Linked DNA regions of Mus musculus: regions 1 and 2 are each linked to region 3. Evidence: chromatin contacts called from public Hi-C and promoter capture Hi-C data. All regions are on one chromosome and are shown on one strand. Each heading gives the region's core, a stretch centred on a gene start, on an enhancer-like site or on the middle of the called end of the contact. The rest is flanking DNA. Distances are from core to core; before and after follow the strand shown. Region 1 has its middle 15 kb from the start of Ralgds. Region 2 holds the start of Ralgds (ral guanine nucleotide dissociation stimulator). Region 3 holds the start of Ttf1 (transcription termination factor, RNA polymerase I).

Region 1 (4,514 bases), core at 1,794-4,293, 540 kb after region 3:
AGACAATAGACCCCACCTCCCGGGGTCTGCGTGGGAATATTTGTGGATTCAATTCAGAGCCTGCAAGTGTCCTTGCCTGTTGCCTGTTCTAAGAGCTGTCCCTTCTGGAGAATCCTGTGGCTATCTGCCTTCAGATACTCCCTGTACCTTTGGAAGGCCTGCTTGTGTGGTGTCAGGTGTCTGAGCACCCTCATATACACTTTAAGTCTTTAAGCCTGCAGGGGAGGTCATGAAGGCTTGGGGTTAAAGGGCTAAGTCAGGATTCTCATCTGCCTGGCTTCATCCTCCTCCCTTCTGACTTCCAGACAAGCCAGACCTGCTAGCACCTCCCCCTCCTTGTGACAATCAGGGCTGGGCCACAGTCAGGCAAGGGTGGATTCCTTTGCAATGGATTTCTTTCAGGTGGGGAGAACCCCAAGGACTCAAAATCATTTCTTCTCTGCCCTCCCAGTTTGAACTTTTGTTTTGTTTTATTTTGTTTTTTGAGACAGGGTTTCTCTGTGTAACCCTGGCTGTCCTGGAATTCACTCTGTAGACCAGGCTGGCCTTGAACTCAGAAATCTATCTGCCTCTGCCTCCCAAGTGCTGGGATTAAAGGCATGCGCCACCACTGCCGGGCCCAGTTTGAACTTTACTGGGCTATCTCACCTACCCCCAGTCTCTTGGGACATGTCACCTCTAGGGTCAGGATGGAATCCGGGAAGAGACAGAAGAGGAGGTAGGTTACACAGGCCCACCTCTCCTCATCTCCTTTGGCAATAAAGGGCCTTGGGCAGTGCTCAAGGGCAACGGCTCAGCCCTCTTCAGGGGAACAGACTCTGGGTTTCAACTCAGAGGAGGCGAGCAGGGAGAGGACTCAGTCCTCTCACCCAGCCCCGCAAGAGCAAGAAGCCTCAGCTCCTTAATTATGCACCCAGTCTAAGGGCAGGGCTACAAGGCCAGTCCAGGAGGTAGCCAGAGGCCACCTCTTGCTAGACTGTGTCCCTGAACAGCCTTCTTCCAGCACAGGGTTGGGCTCCACAAATGAACATAGCAGCACCTAAGGGGATCTATAGTTACCTATTCCCTTGCAGGGAGGCCAGGAGTGGGAATTTCCTTGGAGAAAGGGAAAGGGGAAGGAGAGAGAACACAGACAGGTTCTGAAGGATGGTAGCATGCACCTTTATCCCAGAACGTAGGAGGTAGGGGCAGGCAGATCTCTATGAGTTCAAGGCCAGCCTGATCTACATGGTGATATTGTTCTAAAAAATATACAAACAAACGAAAAAACACTGACTGGCTTAGCAATCATTTCAGGATATTTAATACTAAAACCTCAAGCCCAGTGTCCAGCTGCCCAGACTGTGTGCTGGAATCCAGTTACCTCAACCTCAAACCCTGGAATCTACCAGCGGAGGCAGGCAGACTCAGCCACGTGCAGGCCCTGGGCCCGATTTCCCACATCCCATGCAAGTCCCCAAACGTGACATAACTTACGGGGCAGTATTGATGTTTAAAGTGGTGAGCACACAGGGAAAGGGACAGATGAGCCAGAGATGGAGAAACAGGTCAAGAGGAATTATGCTGTGGTCAGCCGGCTAGTTAGTCTCAAAGTTGGTTTGAGACCACAGCCTTGTATTCCAGGAGCTCCAGGGGACTCTTGGTCTTTGCCACACCTGGGATGCTGCCGTGCCCCAGGACTAGGGAGTCCGGGGCTACAGGGTATTTGTGTTGTTAAAACATCGTGCCTGTCCCTCTGGAATGGCCGGCACCAGGCTACAATTGACTGTACAGCTGATTCTGAATCTTTCTGACATTCTACCACTGTCCAATTGTCACTCGGATATCTAGAAAATGGCATTGGTTGCTAAGGGACTGGCCTGATGGTAGGCAGCTGCAGCTTGGGGTAATAGGAAGAGGGAGTAGACTGGGGTTTCTCTCAGTAAGGATCCTGGGGCTGTGGGCTGCTAGGCCCTATATGGAGGTGTGGGTGGATCAACCACAGGAGGTAACCACTCAGAGCTAAGAGCCACACACAGGCGGTGGGAAAGCCCCTAGCCGGGAGTCTTCCTGCAGGTATTTTGGGGGACTATGGTTGCTAAGCAACTGTACTAGGTTGCCATGGGAACTCTCCCTTCTTCTGGGACTTGTCATTTTTATGGAGATGCCACATTCCTTCCCATCTCTACCTCCTCAGGCTGTCTCAGCTACCTGTAAGGGGCCCTGGAGGCTCCCCAAACCTACCTTTGCCTACAAGGAAGCCACCTATCCAAGAAAGTACTATGCCTCTAAGACTCAGTTTGGGGGTGTGTGTGTAGGGGATTCAGGTCTCACAGTGTACCTCAGGATGACCTTGAACTCATAATTCTCCTGCCTCAGCTGGGATTGCAGTCGTGCACCACCCCGTGACCCTCTAAGAGAGGATTCTCTTGAGGTTCAAGACCCAACACAGAAAGCAGAGTTGAGGCCCTCATTAGAGTCAGGGGGATGAAAAAAATCTGTCTAGCTTGGTTTGCATCTCCATTCCTGCTAACCACCAACTCAGGCTCTTCCTGCCTTGACAGGGCTCTGACCACTAGAAGCCCAGTATAACTGGAAGGCATTCTCCGCCCTAGCCCTGGTGCCTGGCCCCTCCCTGGCTTGTCTGTAAAGGAGTGTCACCTGGGGCTTGCCATTACCCAACCAGGGGTTGTCCCCATGCCCAGCCAACCAGTGTTGGCAGCAGGCCATGCTGGGTAGACATGCCTCCTCTGGGACAGGCTAAGGCTAAGGTCCCTGCCAGCCATGTGTTGTATAAGCAGCTCACCTTTCCCTAAAACTACTTCTTGTGGCCTGTGGTAATAGGTAGGGGAGCTGTCTGGAAACTGCAGTAGGCCAAGGCAACTTACTGGTGACGAGCCAGAGGGAGGCAAAGTCCAGGCCCCAAGGTGTGTGTGTTGGGGAGAGGGGGTGGGGGAGAAGCTGAGGTCTCCTCAGTGGTTACCAGCAACACCCTGCTGCTCGCCTGCTCTCATTCTGATTTCCTTCAGTGTGTGTCACCAAGGATGACTCCTGACCTGTTTACAGTTTGCTTTGTCTCCTGGCAACCAGATGAGCTTTTGTGGAAACTCGGGACAGGGCAGTGCAGTACTGAACTTCCACACCAGAGGTTACAGCGCCACCTGCTGGTGCTACCATTGGTGGCCTTCAAGCCTTCCTACACAGGTGAAATTCTGCCAGATCCTAAGGAACCTGGCCTTCCCTATAACCCTCCTCACAGGCTCAGCTGTGTCCTTCCAAAAGCCCTTGGGTCCTGCAGATCCAGGCAACACAAGGCTAGACTGGGATGGGGTCAGGTCAGGGCTCACTCTCTCACTCTCACACACTCTCTCTCTCTCTCTCTCTCTCTCTCTCTCTCACACACACACACACACACACACACACACACACACACACACACACACACACGATGTCCTTACAGTAATGGAGACAACCAGACACAGACACACAGAGACACAGACACACAGAGGCAGCTGTGTGGAGGCAGAGGACTACAGACACGTTTAGGGGGATTTAAAGCTAAGGACTACAGCCATGCCAGAAGCTGTGGTTCAGTGGTGTTGATGCCTTGCTTTTAGGCTTCTGTCCTCTAGAACCACGAGAGATTTCTGTTGCACAGGGTCATCCAGTATATGGCATTCTGCTAGAGCAGCCACAGGACACTAACACAACGTACCAGGCCTGTCACCTTTTTGTCACCGTCATGCCTACCTCGCTGACTCTTGTCTCGCTCCCTGTCAGCTTTCTGCACTGCTCTTCCTGCTTTCTCTCGTGTGGCTGACCTATGAGATGCACAAGCACATGGATGAATGGCTCTCCAGCTCTGCTACTTCACCAAGTTCAGACAACCGTAAAAGTCAGAAGCTGGGGAAATGGCTCAGAGGTTACAGGGCCAGGACCTCCACGACTCAGGCAAATGCCTGATGGCTGTGGCTATCCAGACAGATATAAATCTAGCCTCAAAGGATAGAGACGGAATCTCCAGAGCAAGCTGGCCAGCAAGCCCAGCCCTATTAGTTGAGACCCTGCCTCCCTCAATGATCACAGCACCTACCATATGCATGTGCCAACACATGCATCTACGCCCAGTGTGTTGGAGTTCCCAGCACTCGGAAGAGGATGTCTGTGAGTTCTGGGGTCTACACAGTGAGTTCCAGGATAGCTAGTGCTATGTAGAGACCCAGTCTCAAAACAAATGAACCAAAACTCATGCACAACATATATACACATATATGTATAACACACATACCTGAAAATGGAAGAGGAAAAAGTCAAGAGACAGCAGCAGGTGTGCAGATGGGGGGTGGGGTGGGGTGGGGTGACAGCAATGAAGGCAATAGCAGGTGAGGAAGAAGATGCTTCCTGCTGCTCATGGCCACCCTGGTGCCAGGACAACCAACCTCTGTGTTTCCATATCCCTGGCCCTTCGATCTCAGGAGGCTAAAGGCCATGTGAGTCACCCATCTCTGTCCTTTGTTTTCCTCTCAAGGCCTACC
Region 2 (4,487 bases), core at 652-3,151, 530 kb after region 3:
TGAGCCGGGAGGAACACGGTATTGGTGCCTGCTGCCTGTGAATGCTACAGATTCACAGTCACTCTCGCCAGGATGAAGCTGAAGCAAGCCTGTGGCAGGAGCATAAACCTCGTGACCTCTATAAAGCAGACTGGGGCAGGTCAAGCTAGGTCGGTGGTGGCTTGACTTAGAACTGAGAGAGTAGGCAGATGCCCAGATGTGTGAGGACATCTGGCAACCCCAGGCTGATGGAAACAAATGACAGAAGACGAAAGGCAAAGACAGAGAGTGCAGGGACCTTAATTGGATTGATTTCATTTCTGGACCTGGGTCTGCTACCAGGAAACCAGACTCAGGATGGGGATGGGAGGGAATTATTGGCAAAACAGACAGGGATTTCCCTGCCCCCTCCCCCAGGCGAATGCTAAATGGTCATTGTGTTCAGTTTCCGGCTGTGGCCTCCTCTCCTGCCAGGACCCTGGCTTTCCTGACCCAGCCAGAAGCTTCCCTCTGATTTCTAAACGGTGACCAGGCTGCATGACAACACAGAGGCCTGGAGAGAGGGCAGCAGAGGAGGCACAGATAGCAGCAACCCATGCAGGAACAGAACCTTTCAACAGCCCTGCCACAAAGGGTCCTTAGGGATGTAGCCAGACAGAGTCAGAGAGAAGCTTGACACCCCCCTCCAGGAGTGATCAGGCTAGGCCCTTCCAGCACACAAAGCCGGAGACTCTGCCAGACATAATGAAAGCCAGATGAGTGCAGGGCTGGTGGTGGGCCGCCCACCACCAAGCTCCCCGGAGTCCCTCCCCAGCCGCCTCCAGGATGAGACCACTGGGTGAATGAGCAGCCTGGCTTGGGACACCTGCCAAGCACAAGAGGCCTCCTAGGCCTGGGGGCCCCATGACCAGAAGTTCCCGAGTATGCTTTGTCTGAGCCTTCTCTAGGCAGAGCAGGATGCAGGGCTGCCTTGGGATTCCACTACCCCTGGGGCATGGTGGCAGGTGTACACTAAGGTGAAAGGAAGAGGGCACTGCTGGGTGTCCCTGCCCAGGACACTAGAAACAAGCTCCTACCCACATTCACTATTCCCACCACCCACACATAAGGGCATGGTCTCTGAATCTTCCAGCCCATCCCACTCCCTTCCTGCCACTGCCTCCTCTGAACAGCCTCGATGTTCCCGGGTCATTAGACCTATGTCTGACTCAGTGATGGGTATTCAAAGGCCCCTGAGGTCCCACTCACCTCTGGGGAGTTTAGGGCTGTGCCACCACAACCACTTGCTGGCCCACTATATTGTGGCCTCCTCGTGTCACGCGCCCCATTGACAAGGGTTTGAAATGAGGATAGGCCCTCGTGGTTGGAGCATTCACACACCACAGGCGTGTAAATAGTGACAGCATGGAGGGGCTTAAAGGTTTGACTGACTGCAGTAATTGGGGTTGTCACACCTGTGATGAGTGGGAGCAGGTACTGGGATGAATTGAGGGGGCACGGGAATTCAGCTCTGATTCCCCACCTACTGCTGAGGGTGTGCTGGAAGCTGTAATGCCCAACTGGCTGCCCCAGGGCTGATACAGCAGGGGGACTTCTGAGGAAGGAACCCCCCAGCCACACACAATGCTGCAAAGGACGTTGGGCTCACCCACCTCCAGGCGCGGCAGATCAGGGTCGAGCTGCGTGAAGCTGTGCAGCACCACTGGGCAGCTGTCGGGGACGCCCACCTCCAGGCGCACGGCGTCCCACACGCTGCGGCTGCGCCGGGAACCGGGAAACAACGGCTCGGTGCCCCCTATGGGCCCGGCCGCCTCAGCCCACATGCGCTGCACCATGGACGACTCACGGTGGCGCGGGTGGCCGGCGGGCCGCGAGACCCGGGGCAGCGCGGGGCGCAGGGCCGGCGCGGCTCCGCGCTGCCTGCGCTCTGCGCCAGAGGCCGGGCCTCGCTGATGTCAGCTGGGGGCGTGGGCTGCTGGGGGAGTGGTTTCAGAGGGGGCGTGGGCCTCCTCTAGTTGGCAGGCCTGGTGGACAGCGCTTGCATACACAGTCTATGTATTGTGTGGGCGGCCCGTGATGCTGTTTTGCTGAAATCAGATCCACTTCCCGGGAATTCCAGTTACAACACCCCCTAGCTCTGTAGCCTCAGTTTCTTCACCTGGAAAGTATGGGTAATGAAAATGACTTCCTCCAAGAGTGTGACTGGGAGGATGTCAATGAGGTCACTGACTATGTGCTCATATATTAGAGTATGGGGAAGGGTGACCCTGAGGATTGATTGGGCTCAGTGTCCACAGGGCGTTGGCATCCAGTCCAAGCTCCATTGGGAGAGGGATGCTTCCAGCCTCAGCTCCAGTCACCACAGTCATGCACAAACTAGACAAACCTACTATGCAAAAGCAATGCTGGTTACCACTAGGTGAGGTGGCGTACTTTTAAAGGCTTGTTTATTTTATTGTATGTGTACTGTTATTTGCCATGCATGTGTGTACATTGCAGACATGGTAGACGCTGATGCCTGAGGGGAACAAACTGTGAATGCTGGGCCATCTCTCCCGCCACAAGGCCTAAATTTTCTTTGAAATTTTTAATTGTCAGAAAGTATTTTTATGAACAGGCTCCAGTGAATATGATTTAAGAAAAAGATAGGCAGATTTGGCTAGGTGTGGAGATCCCCTAAGGCTGCTCAGAAGCCCGGGCTCTGCCCTATCTCCAGGAAGTCCAGGCGTGTGGGGGTATATCACAGGAAGGCAGTGGCTCCCACACATTCTGTAGGCTTTTCCCCAGCCCCATTCCTGGGCCAAGGACCCGGCAGCAGCTCAGCTTTGTTTCCTGACCCTGCTGCTCTCTCCTATTCTGGCTTTCTTTTTCTAAGGGCCACTTCTCTCTGATACTTAGTCCCCAGGCGTCAACCCTGCGGGCAGGCCGTCGGCAGGCAGGCTGCCTCCAGACACACTAATTGCAGGGATGGACGGTGGCAGAGGTGAGGTTCCATCATCTACTCTGCTTTTCTGGTTGCTGTCCACCTGTTTTATCAAGTTCCTTTCCTGTCTCGCTCTGCATTTCCCTCCTGGGAAGTCTGTTCATGGATATCACATGCACAGACACAGAAACACAGACACACATATGTGTAGGCAGATACACAGAGACATAAAGCCACACAGACAGACAGACAGACAGACAGACAAGCTCCTCACTCCCATAGGCCAACAGCTCAAGCCTTTTTACTCTGACCCCCTTTCACCAATATAAGTGTCCCCATGTTCCTGCCTGCTGCCCTAGACCCCACAGGGCTCACACCCTCAGCATCCCCAGCACCAGCTGTGACTTTTTAGACACTTCCCAGAAAGCAGAGCCCTCCCCAAGGCCTCCTAAGCATTCCCTCATGATTAGCCCCCAGCCTACAGGGAATATCCTTTATCAAGAGCAGGCCCATCAAAAGAGAGGGGATAAGGACAGCATATGTGGGATAGTGAAGAACGTCTTGCAACCCACACCTAAATCTAACCATCACTTGGGGAACAACAGGAGTCAGAAGGATAGCCTCCACACACCACCAGCCTGCAACCTATGGAAATCCAGCCTATAGGACAGACAGACAAACAGGTTTTGCTTTGCTAACAAATATATGGGGGTGTGGAGGTACACAGAAAGAAGAGATACCAGCCAGTATGTGGGTTTGTGAACCTGATATGAACAAACTGACTGTTGAGTAGCAAGGCGATGCACTCTAGGATACCCAGCAGGATCCTGAAATAAGAGGAACAGTGAACCACAATGGTCAGAGCAATGACCCAGGCAGCCAGGTTGCTCCCTAAGCAAGCACTGTTTGAGTATAGCGGGCAAAGGGATGACTTCACGTGGGAGGCGTGGCGAGGGGAGAAAAGGCTTGATTTCATTATGTTGCTCAGAACAGCAAGAGATCTGATTCTAGAATTTTCCATTTAATATTTTTGGAGCAGGGTCAACCTTAGGTAGCTGAAGACTACCACAAATTGATGGCACGGATGCTGCTGCTCCTCCTCTTCCTCTTCCTTTTTTGTTTTTGAGGCAGGGTTTCTCTGCATAGCCCTAGCTGTCCCGGAACTTGGAGATCCGCCTGCCTTGCCTCTGAGTGCTGGGATTAAAGGTGTGTGCCACCATGCCTGGCTGGACACGGACATCTGGACTTGGACGTTGTTTCTTAGCTGCCACTATGGTGTGGTTACTGTTGAGAGTTATATGGCAGGGTGGGAATTTAGTTCAGTGATGGAGAGCTTGCCCAGCAAGTGTGGGGCCCTGGGCTCCATCCTCAGCATCAAGGGGGAAAAAAAAGGGGGCGTTCTATGGCTGTGCCTGGGATTTTCAGATGAACTGATGTTATTAAAGCCATATTATGCCATATTCCCTACCTTGAGTCTATTTGGGATCTCTCCATAATAAAAGTTAAAAGAACAAAGGGGCTTGGCTGAAGACTCACCCTCTGAGACCCCTGGTGGGAGGTAGTGACCCTGGGCTAGATCTGAGCC
Region 3 (4,412 bases), core at 1,559-4,058:
ATCTCTCTCTTCTACTGGCACATTCAGATCCCACAAAGGAAGGCAGTTTGTGTGTGCTGCTCCATTTCCACTGCCTGGAAGCACCGGCTCAGCCCCTCATTAGAGTGAAGCAAGTCTCATCTTGACATCACTTCATATCCCCCAGACCTCATGCAGGGTCACTGGCCTCTGACAAAGAGAGCAGAGGTGTCTTAATAGTGACCAGCACAACAAGAAAACTCCATAAATCTACAGTTGCACATACCTGTGACCTAGCACTGAGAAGTGAAGCTAGGAGGATCCTTCTCAGCTACACAGTAAGATTGAGGCCAGCGTGGGATGCTGAATCCCTCCCTCAGACCCTCCTCCCCAGTACATAAAGAATTATCAGCCGGGCGTGGCGGCGCACGCCTTTAATCCCAGCACTTGGGAGGCAGAGGCAGGAGGATTTCTGAGTTCGAGGCCAGCCTGGTCTACAGAGTGAGTTCCAAGACAGTCAAGGCTACAAGGCTACACAGAGAAACACTGTCTTGAAAACAAACAAAAAAAAGAATTACCTACAAACATTTCATATTCCTCTCCTCAATCTGAGTTGCTTCTGGGTCCAAATATTTAGAATAAATATTTAGAATATATCTTTGACTAGGTGACATACTTATGTGGTTCAAAACAGTGCACTCCTCCCAAAACCCCAGACGGAATGTCTCTGTGTAACCCTGGCTGTCCTAAAACTCCCCCTCTGTAGACTAGGCAGACCTTATACTCACAGATATCCAACCGCTTCTGTCTCCTGGGAGACAGGATTAAAGGTGTGTACCACCACACCCAGCCAAAAACAGTGTTTCAGATTTCTTCTCACTATCTTTATGTTCTGACCTGTAGTTTGTTTTACTAACAGACTCGGAACCAATCTCTCTCTCTCTCTCACTCACTCACTCACTCACTCACTCTCTCTCTCTCTCACTCTCTCTCACTCACTCACTCACTCACTCACCAGAGGCTTCAGCCAACCTAGATGCTAAGCACCTTTCCTATAGAAGGTACCTAACATACTGGGCAGTGCACAGCAGCTGTAAAAACTGTGTTTTGGAGGGAGGAGGCCATGAAAGAACACTTGAACCTACAAGGCAGTTCCTTCACCTTCCATGGGGTACCAGAGCTCTGTTTTAGACCTTCCTCCCTCAGAAATATCCCCCATCTGGAAAGTGGTACCTAGGGACGCAGGGGACCCTTTCAAAGACTTTGCAAGGTATGACACAGCAGGAGTGAACTAGGGCTAAGGATCTAAGACAGTCTTACATAATCACTGTAGCCCCAGAACCTAATCTGGTTCTGCTTAGTAGTTTTCATTTTTTTTGGCATGAATTAATGCTTTCCTTTTGGCTGTCCCTGTGCTGAGAACAGAAGGAAAACCCACAAGTGGGCAGTTGGGCTGTATTAAAATCACGGCTGGAACCAGAACACTCTCCAGAACAAGTTCTGTTTCTCTAGACCCGAGTGTCCCCTAGGGTAGCTACTAGCCAGATGAAGTTATTGAACACTTGAAATGGCGTAGGACCAAACTGTAAAACGGAAATGGATATGCTAGCCATCCATCAGTCTCTTCCCTGAGCACCACTGCCAGAGCTCCCCTGGTTCCTGACCCTCCTAGGAGTCATCATTAGGAGTCGGGTCCCTATTTTCCTCCACATCCTTATTGTGATAACACATTTAGTTACTCTTTTATTGGGGGCTTTTGTTTGTCTTTTAAAGCTGTTGAGCTCTTTTTGGGCCCCAGAGAAATTTTTGCCAAGGGCTGAGGTCACTTCGGTAACAATTAATTACAACCACTTTTCCTGAACCTTGTTTGTAATTAAGAAAAAAAAAAAGGATTATATTTTGTGTGTATGAATGCACCTCCTGTCTGCTGGGTGCTCGTGGAGGTCCCTAGAACTTAAGTCATAAATGGGTGTAACCTACTATATAGAACTGGCTGCTGGGAACCAGGCCCAAGTCTTCTACACAAGCAACAAGTGCTCTTAGCCGCTGAACCATCTCTTCACACCCTTACCCAATCTTGAGGAACGAGAGGGATTTATGCATTAGAGCTTAATTATTTATCCTCACTAAATGCGCAGGAAAAAGGGTGTAAGTGGAGAAGCTAAAAGTTTAAACTCCGGTCCTATGTTTGTGCAAGTATTTTACTTGCTAAGCCATCTCCTCAACCTCAACTCTTTTGTCTGTTATTCTTCGTGTAAAATCAACATCCTTTCAGACCTCCAGGGCCTTCAGGTCCTCATAACAAGGTCTGGCCCTTGCAGTTCATTTCTTGACATCCTCTGTCTTGGGAAGTGTTCCGATTTCCTAACGGCCTCGCGATGCCGTTAAGCCCGATGACTAGCCTCGGTGCGAAAGCCACTTTATCAGGGTACAGTCACGGACTCCAAACTGGGTCCCACCGTCCCTTCCGCACAAACTTCCCAAACAGCCCGGCAGTTTCTCGAGAAGCGCTCAGCTTCAACTACGGAGCGGAAAAGCGCCTAACCCACTAACCCCACTTCCGGCCCCGCGCAACCTCCGCTCACCACCCTAGCTTCTGACTGACCCTGCTCTGTCCCGGGCCGGCGACCGGAGGAACAGACTAGAAGGAACCCGCGGGCCGCGGCCTGGCTCCCAGGCCCCCACTGCCCCCGGCGGCGAGGAACAGGCACAACCGCCTCAGGCCGCAGCCTCACTCGGAACGTGGCACCAGCGCAGCCGCCCGCCACACTTGGGGCGCAGAAACTCAAGGAAAGCTCATCCAACCTACCCAGCGACAATGTAGCGCTCGTCTTCCAACCCGGAAGTGTTGTTAGGCGGAAATACTGTACTGACTTCCGGCCAGCTGCGCATCCGGCTGCCATAGTAACATGGAGGCGCGCAAGGATTGGACGCATGCGTAGTTGTCTATCTATGGTCGTGACGCTACGTATAGGATAGAGAAAAAGAGTGCCCTTCTAATTAAGCAACCCAGGCAAATCCCAGCCCTCCAGAAGCACAGGCAGGTATATGTGAGCTTGAAGCAAGCCTGATCTACAAAGAGAATTTGAAGCCAGTCTATACAGTGAGACTCTCATAGTAGTAGTAGTAGTAATAATAATAATAATAATAATAATAAGCCAAAACTTAGCTTATAAGCAGCCAGGCAGTGGTGGCACATGCCTTTAATCCTAGTAGAGGCAAGGCAGATCTATGAGTTTGAGGCCTGGTCCAGGACAGTCAAGGCTACACAGAAAAACCCCATCTCGAAAAGAAAAAAAAAAGTGAAAAATGTAATTGAGCCATCAAATTAGAGCTAATATCTATACCACTGGAACGTTAAAACAGTTACATTTTTGTGTGGTGATCATAAAAGTTGAAAGCTTTTCTCTTGTTTATTTGAGACAGGGTCTCATGTAGCCTAGGGTGCCTTCAAACTCACCATGGACTTCTCATTCCTTTGCCTCTACTTTCAGTACTGAGATAACAGGCAGGTACCATCATACCAGGTTTTATGCTGTGCCAGGGACTGATGCATGCTGAACAAGCACTCTACCAACTGAGCCGTATAGCAGCCTAAAAGCTGTCTTCTTGACTCTTACAACAATCCTATGTTGTGGGTATCTGTATTAGGTAATACTGTCTCAGTCCCTTCTTTTTTTTTAAAGATTTATTTATTTATTATATGTAAGTAAGTACACTGTAGCTGTCTCCAGACACTCCAGAAGAGGGCGTCAGGTCATGTTACAGATGGTTGTGAGCCACCATGTGGTTGCTGGGATTTGAACTTCGGACCTTCGGAAGAGCAGTCGGGTGCTCTTACCCACTGAGCCATTTCACCAGCCCTCAGTCCCTTCTTGTAGTGGGAAAATTTGAGGCTTTTGGTAAGATGATCTATCTGGTCCAGGGTTCCAATCCATGCTTTCCCCTCTACTATTCTTCTTTTCTTCAAACTACTGTGGGTTCCTCTGTGTGAGCTACTAAGCACCTTTGATTAAAATGGGCTGGAGAGATGGTTTAGTGGTTAAGAGCACTTACTGCTTTTCCAGAGGACCCAGGTTCAGTTCCCAGCACCTATGAGGTGGCTTACAGCTGTCCATAAGTCCAGTTCCAGGGGATGGGCTCCAATGCCCTCCTCTGACCTCTCGGGCACTGGGTGTATACATATGGTAGACATGCATATCATGTGCAGGCAAAACACTTATATACATTAAAAAAGTAAATCTTGAGGAAAATACCTAAAAAAAAATAAAATTAAATAAAAAAAAAGTAAATCTTTAAAAAAATGCACAATTTGCCAGCTGTAGTAACAAATGCCTGTAATTCCAGCATTTGTAATGCTGAGGCAGGAGGATCACAGGTTTGGGTTACATAGTGAAGCAATCTGGAAAAACTGTAAGCAAACACACCGAGTCAGGCTTGTCTGAGCAGCTGGA

The links. Promoter capture Hi-C pulls out the DNA fragments that hold promoters and counts their contacts. A called contact is a pair of places that touch in the nucleus more often than the background predicts.
Region 1: a contact with region 3 is called in a Hi-C map of cortical neurons, with 3 times the contacts expected there. The contact joins the enhancer-like site here to the promoter of Ttf1 in region 3. A contact is called at or near these places in 3 of 39 promoter capture datasets (3T3-L1-derived adipocytes, frontonasal cranial neural crest and hippocampal neurons), 9 of 484 Hi-C or Micro-C datasets (B cells, CD4 T cells, the N1E-115 cell line and 3 more) and 4 of 115 datasets of contacts at active chromatin or transcription factors (bone marrow-derived macrophages, epiblast stem cells, memory CD8 T cells and 1 more).
Region 2: a contact with region 3 is called in a promoter capture Hi-C map of pre-B cells, with 2.5 times the contacts expected there. The contact joins the promoter of Ralgds here to the promoter of Ttf1 in region 3. A contact is called at or near these places in 3 of 39 promoter capture datasets (embryonic stem cells, hippocampal neurons and pre-B cells) and 3 of 115 datasets of contacts at active chromatin or transcription factors (epiblast stem cells, memory CD8 T cells and pancreatic cancer cells).

The regions. Positions count from the first base shown.
Region 1 is chr2:28,515,965-28,520,478 of GRCm38.p6, reverse strand. It overlaps a transcript of Ralgds not described here. Among named protein-coding and RNA genes, the nearest start is that of Ralgds, 15 kb to the left of the region's middle. Within about 2 kb of position 3,043, at least 225 of the 459 cell types and tissues checked have an H3K27ac peak or open chromatin away from gene starts, as enhancers often do. A contact at or near this core is called in 3T3-L1-derived adipocytes, B cells, bone marrow-derived macrophages and 6 more, where this site is marked.
Region 2 is chr2:28,530,878-28,535,364 of GRCm38.p6, reverse strand. Ralgds (ral guanine nucleotide dissociation stimulator) reads right to left here and starts at 1,901. Exons shown (of 18, transcript NM_001145835.1): 1 at 1,632-1,901. The coding sequence starts at 1,814.
Region 3 is chr2:29,058,659-29,063,070 of GRCm38.p6, reverse strand. It overlaps Ttf1 (transcription termination factor, RNA polymerase I), which reads right to left and starts at 2,808. Exons shown (of 12, transcript NM_009442.2): 1 at 2,768-2,808.